2 separate regions of the Mus musculus genome follow, and region 2 is linked to region 1. The links are chromatin contacts, called in public Hi-C maps. All regions are on one chromosome and are shown on one strand. Each heading gives the region's core, a stretch centred on a gene start, on an enhancer-like site or on the middle of the called end of the contact. The rest is flanking DNA. Distances are from core to core; before and after follow the strand shown.

What was found. A called contact is a pair of places that touch in the nucleus more often than the background predicts.
Region 2: a Hi-C map of the N1E-115 cell line shows a contact between it and region 1, with 4 times the contacts expected there. The contact joins two enhancer-like sites.

What each region holds. Positions count from the first base shown.
Region 1 is chr8:56,679,858-56,686,256 of GRCm38.p6, forward strand. No RefSeq gene overlaps it. Among named protein-coding and RNA genes, the nearest start is that of Fbxo8, 130 kb to the left of the region's middle. Within about 2 kb of position 4,669, at least 14 of the 459 cell types and tissues checked have an H3K27ac peak or open chromatin away from gene starts, as enhancers often do. A contact at or near this core is called in the N1E-115 cell line, where this site is marked.
Region 2 is chr8:57,011,742-57,017,976 of GRCm38.p6, forward strand. No RefSeq gene overlaps it. Among named protein-coding and RNA genes, the nearest start is that of Gm33501, 130 kb to the left of the region's middle. Within about 2 kb of position 2,285, at least 15 of the 459 cell types and tissues checked have an H3K27ac peak or open chromatin away from gene starts, as enhancers often do. A contact at or near this core is called in the N1E-115 cell line, where this site is marked.

The DNA.
Region 1 (6,399 bases), core at 3,419-5,918:
CTTCTCAGCTAACTGCCTGCCCCATATAATTTTTTTTTTTTTTTGATCATACTGAGGGGAGTGTTCCTTTGGGAAGTAAATAAATCATGAGTGAGTCTTTCATGAATGGAACAAATGGAATTACTGTCTTACAAGAGAGATGTTAGTTTTAATGCTCTTTGTCCATCAATTGAGAACCTAGAAGATAGCCTTCCATACCTAGCTGTGCTGGCTTCCCAGTCTTAGCTTCTAGCATTCAAATGTGTAAGAAAATAGAATTCCATGATTTAAATCTTCACTCTAGATTTCTTTTTACAGTAGCCCAAACTACTGACACATTTTTTCCCTCTTTTATTGGATTTTAAGTTTAAAAAATTACGACTTTGACAGAATTGATGAAATAAATATGTATGAGATGCTGGAAACATCGTTGACATTTTTAATTGGTTGTTGTGGGAGACTTTGTCTATGTGGAAGAGCTAACAAGAGATTAAGGAGCTTGGAGAAAGCTATTTATTACCAAAATAAGCCAAAACCCACATTTTAAAAGGAATAATTGTTGCTTGATTATTCCTACAATATCTTTATTGAAGTCGTGTTTGTGTACACTTTAGGTTTGCCTCAAACTTGCCCATGATGTAGCCCATGATGGTTCTGAACTCATGGTCCCCCTGCCTCTGTTTTGAGTGTGTAGGAATTACAGGCATGCAACACCTTGCTTAGCTAACATCCCTCCCACCCCCCGTTTTGTAGAAAGAATTACGGGGATCACTTCCTCCTCTTTGATCATTCAGTAGCACTATTGCATTTTTCTGTTACCATATTTATAAAAAGGAGCCAGATTTTTAATTAATATTTTACATGTACAAACATAGTTGTCACATTTTTTTTAATCAATGCATTTAATCACATGCAGTGACTCAAATCTGACTTTGGTGAATATTGATAACTTCAAAGATCCTAGCCTAAGACCATGCCTTCTCTGGGGAAAAATGATCACATAACCAAATATGTGATGTTTACAATTGCAAGTCAGTCCAAACAAATAAATAACAGCTTGTATGTTGTTCAAGGCTCCTAATCTTGTGGTGTATCTTACAGAAGAGGTGCCAAGAGGCAGTCTGTCCTCATCTATGAAGATTTAAAAGTATTCACACGCATGTGCCTCTTGCTGCTATCACACAGAACTTGTTTCATTATGAAAAGTCAAAATTAAACAGAGTAGCCATGACTGTGATGGGGAACCTCACATGCAGATAAGTCGTTCAGTGTGGACAGTTTGCCAAAGTCAAATTGTGAAGTTGATTCTTAGAGGAGAGGTGGTTATCACCTCGATGAGCCTTTTCAGTCTGCCCCATATTAGATAAAAGAAGGGTGAGATAGTTCAACTCGACTTTTAGGGGAACATTGGAGAATGGCACTTCTGGGCCAACTGCTAACATCCATTTATAAAGAAGGTGACTTTGACCGTCCTACTGTAGACCAGTAAAACACCACGTTACATCACTCCTGAGAGTTGTAATCTGCATTACTGCATTATGCTCTTGACTTGGATAGTAAGTGACTACTAAAGTGTCTGTTGAATCAGACTATCACACCACTGAGCTGTATTTCCAGAAACATTCACTGGGATCTTTTCATGGTGCTGCTAGAACTACTTAAATATGGTTTCTTATATCCGTAAGTTGTTGAGCCTTTACGCTGCTGGGAAGAAAACTGAGTTGTTTTTACAATGGCATACAAACTATTAAATTTCAAAAATTATATTCTAATAATTTATATATTGTTATATCTAAAAAATAACAAAATGCTATTTGGCAGCTATGAACAGTTCCCAGTGAATAAAGTGCATGCTGTATAGACACAGAGCACTGGGATTGATGCTCAGAGCGCATGCTAACAAGTCAATGCTAGGCATCGTGCCTCATGCTTATATTAAGACTCTTTTCAAAAAGAAATAAAAAAGAGGTAGAAGCCACCTGAAGAATGACCACTTACATTGATTTTCGACTCACACACACACATGAATGCACTTACATACAGAATGTGTACACTAAAGTGCGTGCACACAAACACTCACACACACACGAGAGAGAGAGAGAGAGAGAGAGAGAGAGAGAGAGAGAGAGAGAGAGAGAGAGAGAGAATGCACAGTTGCCATAAACTTTTGTCTTTGTTATGTGATTTTAAAAACTATCTGTGCCCAGGGGCACCCCACCCTCTCAGAGAAGAAGGGGAAGAGGGACCCTGCCCTGTGAGGAGGGACGGGGAAGTGGGGCCAGCAATCAGAATTTTAGATGAATAAATATTAAATTAATTAATGGTGCAAAATTATCTTCACATAACTACTGGTTCATAAAGAAATAGTGGGTTGCTTTTAAAGAACTAAGAAATTATTTGATTGAAAAGTGTCATAATTACTTTTTAAAATATTTTTATTAGGTGTTTTCCTCATTTACACTTCCAATACTATCCCAAAAGTCCCCCATACCCTCCCCTCCACTCCCCTACCCACCCACTCCCACTTTTTGGCCCTGGCGTTCCCCTGTACTGGGGCATATAAAGTTTGCAAGTCCAATGGGCCTCTCTTTGCAGTGATGGCCGACTAGGCCATCTTTTGATACATATGCAGCTAGAGTCAAGAGCTCTGGGGTACTGGATAGTTCATAATGTTGTTCCACCTATAGGGTTGCAGATCCCTTTAGTTCCTTGGGTACTTTCTCTAGCTCCCCCATTGGGGGCCCTGTGATCCATCCCATAGCTGACTGTGAGCATCGACTTTCATAATTACTTTTTTCATTCAAAGAATCTGTTCCAGATTATAGGACTGTTTCCATGTTCAGAAATCAGTCCATTATAAAGTTAGACGCTAGGTGGCAATAGAAATCCCCTAACTGTCCATGCTCTTGTCTTTGCCCGGTACCTTCACACTAAAATAGTTTATTTCTGATTGACTTCATTAGTTTCAGGGAGAAATTAGAAGCAGGAAGTGATATTTCCATTGCATGTCTCTCAGTATGATTGCATTTTTCCTTTTAAAGAATTGCCTTTAAATGAAACAAAACATTTCATCTATTTGTCACAAGATTTAGAAAATAACTTTAGTGCACATATATGTACTTGGAATATGTTTATTCCATTATGAACAGATATTGACATGTATGGTCATAAATACTAATAAATGAGTCTTCATTTTATCATACATACAAAGTTGAAATGCATGCTTTGACATAACATCTGAATGTGATACATTAAATTTGTAAGATGTCATCATGCGGTGGTTTGGTTGTGCTTTAGTGCTACACTTCTAATAATGTGAAGACTTTTCTTGAAGAAGTGAATTAGTAGTAAGTTGTTTTCAACAAACATACTTTTCTTAAAATCTAACAACTGAGAAGAAGGGAAATAGTCAAGGAATAAATATAAATTTAATGTAACAGTGCTTGCTAAAAGTATTTACCCAACTTTTGTTGGAATGTGTTCAAATTGTTACAAAAATGACTTTAAGGAGAAAAGGACAATAAATATTACATGTTTGGCTGCCTGTTCTCTTTCAATAATATTAATATTAACTTTGAGTCACACACAAAAGATTGACCACCAATTTGTTTTTGGGGATGAGTTTAAAGAGCTAAATGTGATATATGGGTGTCTATGTGCTTTAAGCTACTAGTTGCAAATATGCTGTAATTCATTAGTTAATTAATATTTCCCCCTACATCACTTGAAGTTAGATGAGTTGGAAGGAGAGTTCCTGGTGAAATGATAACATATTTTTTGGCCAAAAATAACAATAGGTCTTAGAAGTCACTTTCCTAATTATTTACTGCCATTATTTACTGCCAATATTAATTGATCAGCCTTGAGACTAATATTCAAAATATTGTGTTCTTATTTCATCATGGTGAAAACTCATTTCAGATTAAAAAGTCTAAAGACCCACTTAAATGTATAATTCTGTATATTCTGTAATGCTTGATTGAATGTTGAATTTAAAAACGAACCCACAAGCTATTGAGGAAGGACTGTGATTGATAGTGTGATGATTTTGAAGCAAGGTGTTCTTATTCAAGGGACAGACAGAACTAAGGAGTTATGGCCACTGTAGGAAAGTTTCAAATATGTCATCCAAAACAGCTTGCTTGTCTCCCTCTCTCTACTCTCTCTCTAATATATCTCAGAGAAGACTAAGAGGGAGGGAAGGAAGGAAGGAGGGAGGGAGGGGAAAGAGAGAGAGAGAGAGAGAGAGAGAAAGAGAGAGAGAGAGAGAGAGAGAGATGATAAATGAAGCAAGATATTTAAAAATGGATACCCTTAAGGTATGTTGGTTTTAGTTGTGTAATCTGCTTATATGTTTGGCATTTTTCAAATTAAAAATCTAGGAGAAAAAAGTCAATCATCTTATCTCTTGAAATACACTACCGAAAACAAACCTTTGCTACTCTTTCTTACTTGCTTGAAAGAATCTACCACTTTCTCTAGATGTTCTTTCGTTCGATTATTCCCTTAATGTATTTACTTGGTTTCTTAGGAGTGCTGACTTTGGTTTCATGGGTAAGAATTATACTTGTTTCTTGAATGGATTGTAGTCATGCACAAGGAAAGATTCTTCTATTTTACAAACATTGCCAGCCACTTCTACTATGACCCCAGCTAGGCTGAGCCGAACAATCTTCCAGGCTGAGTCATTCACTCTCACGGCAAATCGAAACTATGATTCTTTCTAAGCCAAAGCAGGGTTTCAGGCTCCACGAAGCATGTTGTTTTTTTGAGTTGTCAGCTAAAGCATTTGCTCATAGTGTGCATCTTTGTAAGAACTTCAGCATCAATAAACAATTTAAAGTGAATTTACTTTAGAAACATGGAACATCGATGTCGTGTCTTTTAGGACGTCAAAGAAATAGCAGACACCACTAAGTTTGTCACATCTATCTGAAGCAAACAAATGTCATTTGCTATTTGGTTTGTCACATGAGTCAATAGAAGAAGGCAACACACAGTAAAAGAGAATACTTATGATATGAGTGTCTTGAAAAGGGGGAAATTGTATTTATTTGTTGCATTAGCATAGTGTTGGAGCCTAAGAATAGTTAAGGATGTTTCAGCCTTGGCATACGTTACTAGAAATTCAGTGTCAGTTATCTGCCAAGGTAACTGGAATGGAATCTGGATGGAATCATAAAAATTAAAAAAAATACATTTTAGCCGTTCTTTATTGAGTTTGTAGCATACACTGGAAAGAAATGTTTTTCACTACTCATTTGATCATCATATTTCTACAAGTTTAGTAATTTAAAACATTACATTGCCATATAACCATATTAATGTTTGAAGTCATATAAAAAGTGGCTTCTAAACACATCAACATTTAGAGTTGTTTGACTTAAATAAAACAAGCTTCGGTGAGGTGTGGCACTAAGCTGTCTGTCTCAAATGCTGGTATTTTTACACTTGAATGACTATGTTATTATTTTTTTTATTTTACTTTATAAAAATTAAAGTTCTCTTTCTTTCAAAGCACTATTAAATAATTGGGTTCTGAATAGGGAATCAAGTGTCTACTTAGTTACAGTTTGATATACCAGAGTACAGCATTTTAGGAGCTAAAAGCGTATCTCTGTTTTACGCATCAGGTGTACAGATTCTGATGGCAATAGGACACAAATGGAATATTAAAGACAATGGCATGAAGGATGCAGCAGGATGTGGTTTTACATGCACACTTTCATTCACATTTAACAGCTGATATCGAAAGCTGTCCAGTAAGAAACTTCTAGATTTTAGAAACCACGAGTCAATCCTGAGTCCTAACACTTATTCTTTAAGATGGTTCCGTTATGCATAAGAATGGAAGAGAAAGGGGACACATGTTATGTGCCCTCAGGGCTGGAGGAAGTTTTGGTTTACAGGCAGCTGTTTTCCAAGCAAAGAAGGGAGGTTGTAAAAGACAGTCCTAGAATTCCAAGGGATGAAATGTACTTTTTGATTTTTCTAGAGTCTAGAATCTAGATAGTAAAACTACCTGTTAGAGGAGGTACGGTGGGATTTTTGTCTTATTTTCTTCTCTGCTTTTAGGCAGGCCATAATGTCTGTCTTCAGTCATTTAGCCATGTCTGGCACCCTGATCCTCACCCCTAATATCCCCATGGAGCAATGGCTGCTTTCTGCCCAGTTTGCTGCCACACCACAAGATGCCCCTCTCCTATGGTGCGTGGCAGACTGACAGGGCAGGTGGGAGGGGTTTATTGCTGCTCCTTTATGGGGGCTGCCTCACTTTATTCTGAGAGATATCCTGCCGAACACTCATCAGTTTAGAAGAATCTGAGATCAAGTCTCAGTTCTCGCCTCGGTTTTGCTGAGAGAATTTGCTTTCGGGGTTCAGAAGTTCAGTGGATTGTTGAGAGACAGCTTGTAAATGCT
Region 2 (6,235 bases), core at 1,035-3,534, 330 kb after region 1:
TTTAACACCATCTATTCACCCATCACATAAATAGGTTGACAGCTATTTCACACAACACAAGATCAGACACCCAACTATAAATAGAATTGCTTTCCTATTTCTAAACAGTTTGACTTTCATGTGAATGGATGATTGGATGTTGCTGGAACGCAGAAAATATAAAAGTCAGTATGTGGTCATTACAAAGAAGGAAGCAACTGTCATTTTTCTTTCTTTTGCTTAAACAGCACAATTCCCATTTTCATAGGGATGGCAGCTAGAAGCCCGAGGTCCAGTTGCCTATGAGGTTGGTATCTCTGCAGACCCTTGTCCTGGTTTGTGGATGATCTTCTCGGAGGTGTCTTCTCTGCACATACACACTCCTGGGATTTTCTTATCAGTCACCAGTGCTTAGAGCTCTATTCAACACCAGTTACCTTTTAAAAGGTCTCTAACTACCCATACATGGTAGGAGTTTGGACTCCAATCTATGAATTTAGAAGCTTAGAATTCACAGTGTAAGTTAATTTTAAAAGTCCAAAATTTCTATGGAGAAAATATGAGCTCTGTCAACTTGTGATGATTCACTGGGGTTAATCAATGCTACTCTAAGCATCTCTTTTCTCCCCTACAAAGCACTAACAATATCTAACATATTGTAACACATCACATGCAAGAGGGTATAAGTGAAATAGTTGGCCCTGACTTTAGAGTGCTAAAGCAAACTCCATGGGATTTTGGGAGGCACTTTTTGTTTCATTTTGGGGTGTCTTTTTTTGTTGATTTTTTGTTTGCTTTTCTTTTTGTGTTTTGGGGTGTGTGTGAGAGAGAGAGAGAGAGACAGAGACAGAGATAGAGATAGAGACAGAGACAGAGATGAAGTGAGAAATGGGGTGAGAAGAACCTAGAAGTTGGGGGATCGAATTATATTATATTATATAACCTTTTTAAATAAAAAGGGGAGTGAGAAGAAAATGAGGACTACTTCTAAGGAAATTCACATGAAATAAAGTAAGTTAAATCCTCTAAGATAAAATCAGAGTTTACAGCCTGGCAGCCCAAGAGTCCTAAACAGCCTGAAAGCTGGTTGTCTGTCTGCATGATGTCTAAAAACTGGTACATTAGTATTCAATCTTAAAAAGCCCATGGAAGCCACACAAACATCTGAGTTTCCATTTTTGCCCATTTCTAAGCATAGTACTTCTAGTCTGCTCCTTGGAATGGCAGGGCTGCCACCCAAAGTATAGCTTTTTCCGAGGCACCATAATCCCTGCTTGTTTGTACATAGGTCCCAATCATTTCTTGTCTCAACTGTGCTATGGTTGACAAAAATGTAATAATAATATAGCAACAACTTATCTGTTATTGTACTCCCCGTGTGTGTGTGTGTGTGTGTGTGTGTGTGTGTGTGTGTGTGTGTGAGAGAGAGAGAGAGAGAGAGAGAGAGAGAGAGAGAGAGAGATTCAATACAAACATGTGTGCCTGCGTCCCTGTGAGTATGTAGAAGCCAGATGGAGAACCCTATCACTATCCGTTTCTTTTCTTTACGGTGTAGTCCCACCCACTGAACATGGAACTAGAATGGCGGTCAGCAAGACACAGTGAAACTCCTGTCTCCACCTCCCAGAGCACCGCACTTACAAGCAGGAGCACCTACCACACCGGGGATTTTACATGGATGTCCGCCCAGGATTCTACCTCAGACCCTGCTGCTGGCCTCATCCTCTCTCCAGCTCCCAATTGCTGCTTCTTACCCAATAATTATATTCATCTGTAGGTTGTTGAATAAGAAAGCAATAAAAAAATGTTTCATGGTTTAGTCACAAGAAAAAAATGAACTCATAAAAGCAGTCATAAATTACAAATTTTGACAGACTGAAAATAAAAACATCCGCTCGATAATAATGCGTGTTTATATTTGTTTATATTTGTGGGTATTTTAATTCTCACCATAAAAATAAATTTGTCCCCACAAACATCTGAATAGTCCACACTGGCACATATGAAAAGGCTTTCTGTGTATGAGAGTTTCACATCCCTCTAGTCCTTTCTGCAGTTGTTTTCTTGGTCGAACTATTAACACTGCCTCGCAGACAGTGGTACCACTGAAATGCCCCTTCATTCACTTGGAAATGAAGATGAATGCTCTGGAGAAAAATAAGGCCGACTGTGATGGACTTCACAAAAAAATAATCGGTATGAGGCACGCAACCTGAACATTAGGAACTGAATAGCTGGATTGGAAAGAGCTGAGAACAGAGCTCCCAGCTACCCCACACTGAGTCATAGCTCTGAAACAAGGCCTTGACTCAAAGCTATCAGGCTGGGGCTGCTGTTTTCCTGGCTCATGATAAGCCTGTCTCTTTTTATCCAGAAGTTGGCCTGTGATTTAACATAGCAATGACAGCAATAGTTATCCCCCAAAACATCCTTCACAAGTTGCTTCTACTATAAATCACTTATTCTTTGTGAATGGAGAAGTGACTCATGCAAGAGCAGACTGCCCATTAGTGGTCCATTGTTAATTGGCTCTTTAATTAGTTTAGTGGCATATAATTATTTGAGGTCAAAAATAATTAAATTTTGTACACTCCTTTTTCCCCCTGGTAAATCACTACTGGACCACCCTCCATGATAAAGGATCTCTAAATAACACACAGGATGCTTGCCGTGTAACACAAGGAAGTGTGTAATTTTTCCCTACAAAAGCACCCTTAAAAAAAAAAGTCCTCTTTAAAAAGAACCATTTTGTCATCATTGTGTAAAACTCTCTATTTAAGAATAAAAATTATTGAATACAAAATGTAATAAACTCTATTCGTCTAATTGAGTTGTCTAAGGAAAACATAAAGTACATCAAGTTATAATTCTTAACATAAATCACAAGTTAATTGAAATTGCAAAGACTATACTGAACTATTCTGTAGAAGCCAGACCAAAAAATAATGAAGAATTGTACAACAGTTGCTTTTGTAACACTTTGAGTGAAACCCAGCAACTAAACTAGCCTCAGTATTCCCCCCTCACACAAGTCAAACATGTGATTGCTATTTAAGATGATTCTGCTAAAAATTCATAATGTTCTGATTTAAAATTAGGCCCAGATATTTTACTTTCAATTTTTTTGATTTAACAATTATTTTTAAAATTCTGAAAAATTTTAAATATTTTTGAAATACAACAAAAGAAAATACGATTCTGGAAATGCAATTAAGAAATGCTAGATTAGTGTATCATCAATGCTGGGTAACTGAGCCTTCTTTTAGACTTCAAAAGTGGGTACTAAAGTATTTCAGCTTTGATTTATTGAAGCAGAAGCATGTTCTTTTTAAAAATTATTTTATTTATTTGCATTCCAGTCATTGCCTCTGCTCAGTCCCCCCTCCCACAGCTCCTCATCCCATTCCTCCTCCCCCTTGCCTCTGAGAGGGTGCTCCCCCCACCAGACCTCCCCATATCCTGGGGCCTCAAGTCTCTCAAGGATTAAGTGCATCTTCTCCCACTAAGTCCAGACCAAGCCCTCCTCTGCTATATCTAGGCCAGGGATCTCAGACTGCCCCTGTATGCTCCTGGTTGCTAGCTCAGTCTCTGGTAGCTCCCTGGAGTTTGGATTAATTGAGACTGCTAGTCTTCCTATACAATCACTTTGTCCTCCAGTTTCTTCAATCATTCCCCTAATTCAACCGACTTCAGTCCAATGGTTAGGTGCAAGTATCCGTCCATCTGTCTCAGTAGATTGCTAGTAGGGCCTCTTAGAGGACAGCTATGCCAGGCTCCTGTCGATAAGCACATCATAACATCAGTAATAGTGTCAGGCCTTGGTGCCCACCCCCCATGAGATGGATCCCAAGTTGGGCCATTTCGGACTGCCTCAGTCTCTTCTCCACTTTTATCCCTGCAGTTCTTTTAGACAGGAACAATTCTGGGTCAGATATTTTGACTGCGGATTGGTAACCAGTCCCTCCACTTGAGGCCCTGTCTATATACTGGAGGTGGACTCTTCAAGTTCCCTCTCCCCAATTTTCAGCATTTTGGCTAAGGTCACCCCCCATTGAGTCCTGAGAGTCTCTCACCTCCTGGGTCTCTGGTACTTTCCAGAGGGTCCCCCATCTCTCACCCCTCAAGGCTATTTCCACTCATTCTCCTGGCCTCAGGGCTTCTCTCCTGTCCCCCTCCAAACCTGATCCTGTTCCCTCCCCTTTTCCATCCTCCTCTCCTCTCCCACCCAGGTTCCTCGCTCTCTCTGCCTCTTCTGATCATTTCCTTCTGCCTTCTAAGTAGGACTGAAGCATCCACATTTGGACCTTGGAAGCATATTCTTGAAAGTAGAGAACATGCTCCAATCATGTTGAGTCTGATCTAACTGAAGAAAACAATTCACCCAAGAGTGCATTTTGATTATGTCAAACCTCTTAGAGAAATCTTGACACTCACTTAAAGCTCATCTAAGCTTATGTAGACTTACAGAAATTTAGAATTTAATCAGGAGCAAAAGTCTGGAAAAAAAAACACAAGCAATAACTCGTAAAGGAAGTCTTACATTCAGTAAAAAAAAAAAATACTTGGTGAAATTAGTTACATTCATGCAAATTACATTGCACATAATTAGCATAAATTAATGAGATTTTCAAGTACAGGCACACATGCATACACACACACACACACACACACACAATTATTTACATGTTGAATCTGCCCATCTTCACAGAAGTTGGTAAAATTCAAAACACCTTGCTATTATTCTGAACCATCTGGAATTTAGACTTTGATCAGATATACTAATCCCTGAGCAAATGTAAGTTAAGTTTCCCACATTATTGCTGCTTTCATAGAGCCAGATAAACGTTCTCAGGCTTAACAACGCCCCCCTTCTCTCTTTGGCATCAGAGAGAATTACCGATAAATTTTTTAAAAGGTGATTGACATTTTTATGACTTTCAATGGCTTTGGATTTTTTTAAGCTAAATTAGCAGTTTATCCATAGGAAAATATCAATCCTATGTATTTCTTTGCAAACAGAAGCTCATATACACACCATTCATTTTATCTAAACGGAGATCACAGTGTTCTTATTAACTCATGCTTGCATACAGCCTTCTAAGGTTTCATTGGTTCAGTATTGTTCCCTTTAGGTCCGCTGTACCTCATAGATCACACAGCAAATGGCAACATACTTACGGTCTACCAGAGAAAAGGCCAGGTTGCTAGAGTGATGGTTCACAGGGAAAATCTTTATTTGACAGGTATTTTATTTTGACATTACCAATAATGAAGCTATGGTATAGAGCTTTATAAATTGGTACATGAACAATATCCCTAGAAATGACAGGTTTTACCTAACTTGAGCAGACCAGTACTTCAATTTACAAATTCTCTTAATAGATCAAGGCTTTCAGTTCAAATACCTAGCTCTACAACTCATGTACAAATCAACTGAATTCTCAACAGTCATCCAACAAATGTGAAGTGCCAGGCATGAAGTGCTATTTGGAGGATTTAATACGCAGCACATTTATTAGATGCGATAGTTACTCTTCAATGTCTGCTTGATGTCATTTTGAGATGCCTAAATTAGTAAAGCACGTATCTCGGTTTGTAAGTAAGAGCATTTTCCAGGAGGAATTAAGGAAGATACACTCTGAATATGCATTATGCCATCAATTACACTGGGGAGTCTGAATGAGAAAAAAGGAGACAGAGAAATAGGAAGTACACAATCACAGATATATTCAAACACATGCACACACACACACACACATACACACACATGTGCATGCACACACTATGAAATATTTATATGTTCTCTCCCAGACACTACTAAGTGAGCAACTTTGTCCCACATGTTCTTGCAACCATAATGTCTCACTATAGGTTCAAAACATTGGGCAAGTAAATCATGAACTGAAACTTAATGAAACCATGACCCACACTAAATCCATCCCTTTTATTTCATCAGATCTCTGTCATAATAACAAACATAGCAACTGGCACAATAGATATGAGGGTGTCTGCGAAATGAGACCTAGAAAGTGAAAAGAGAAGCCCTTGATTCCAATTCTCTGCAGTCATGTAAATATCCATAAAACCAGTATTAGAAATACTCCAAACACAGGGATTAGTGTGAACAATTTAACAACCTTGAGTAATCCAATATGAATGCCCAGTCTCTATTATTTCTGAGAAAATATAAAATGATAGTAGTAATAACTAATCTGAACTCCAGACCCTAACCCCCGAAAAAAAAAACCTCAAAATG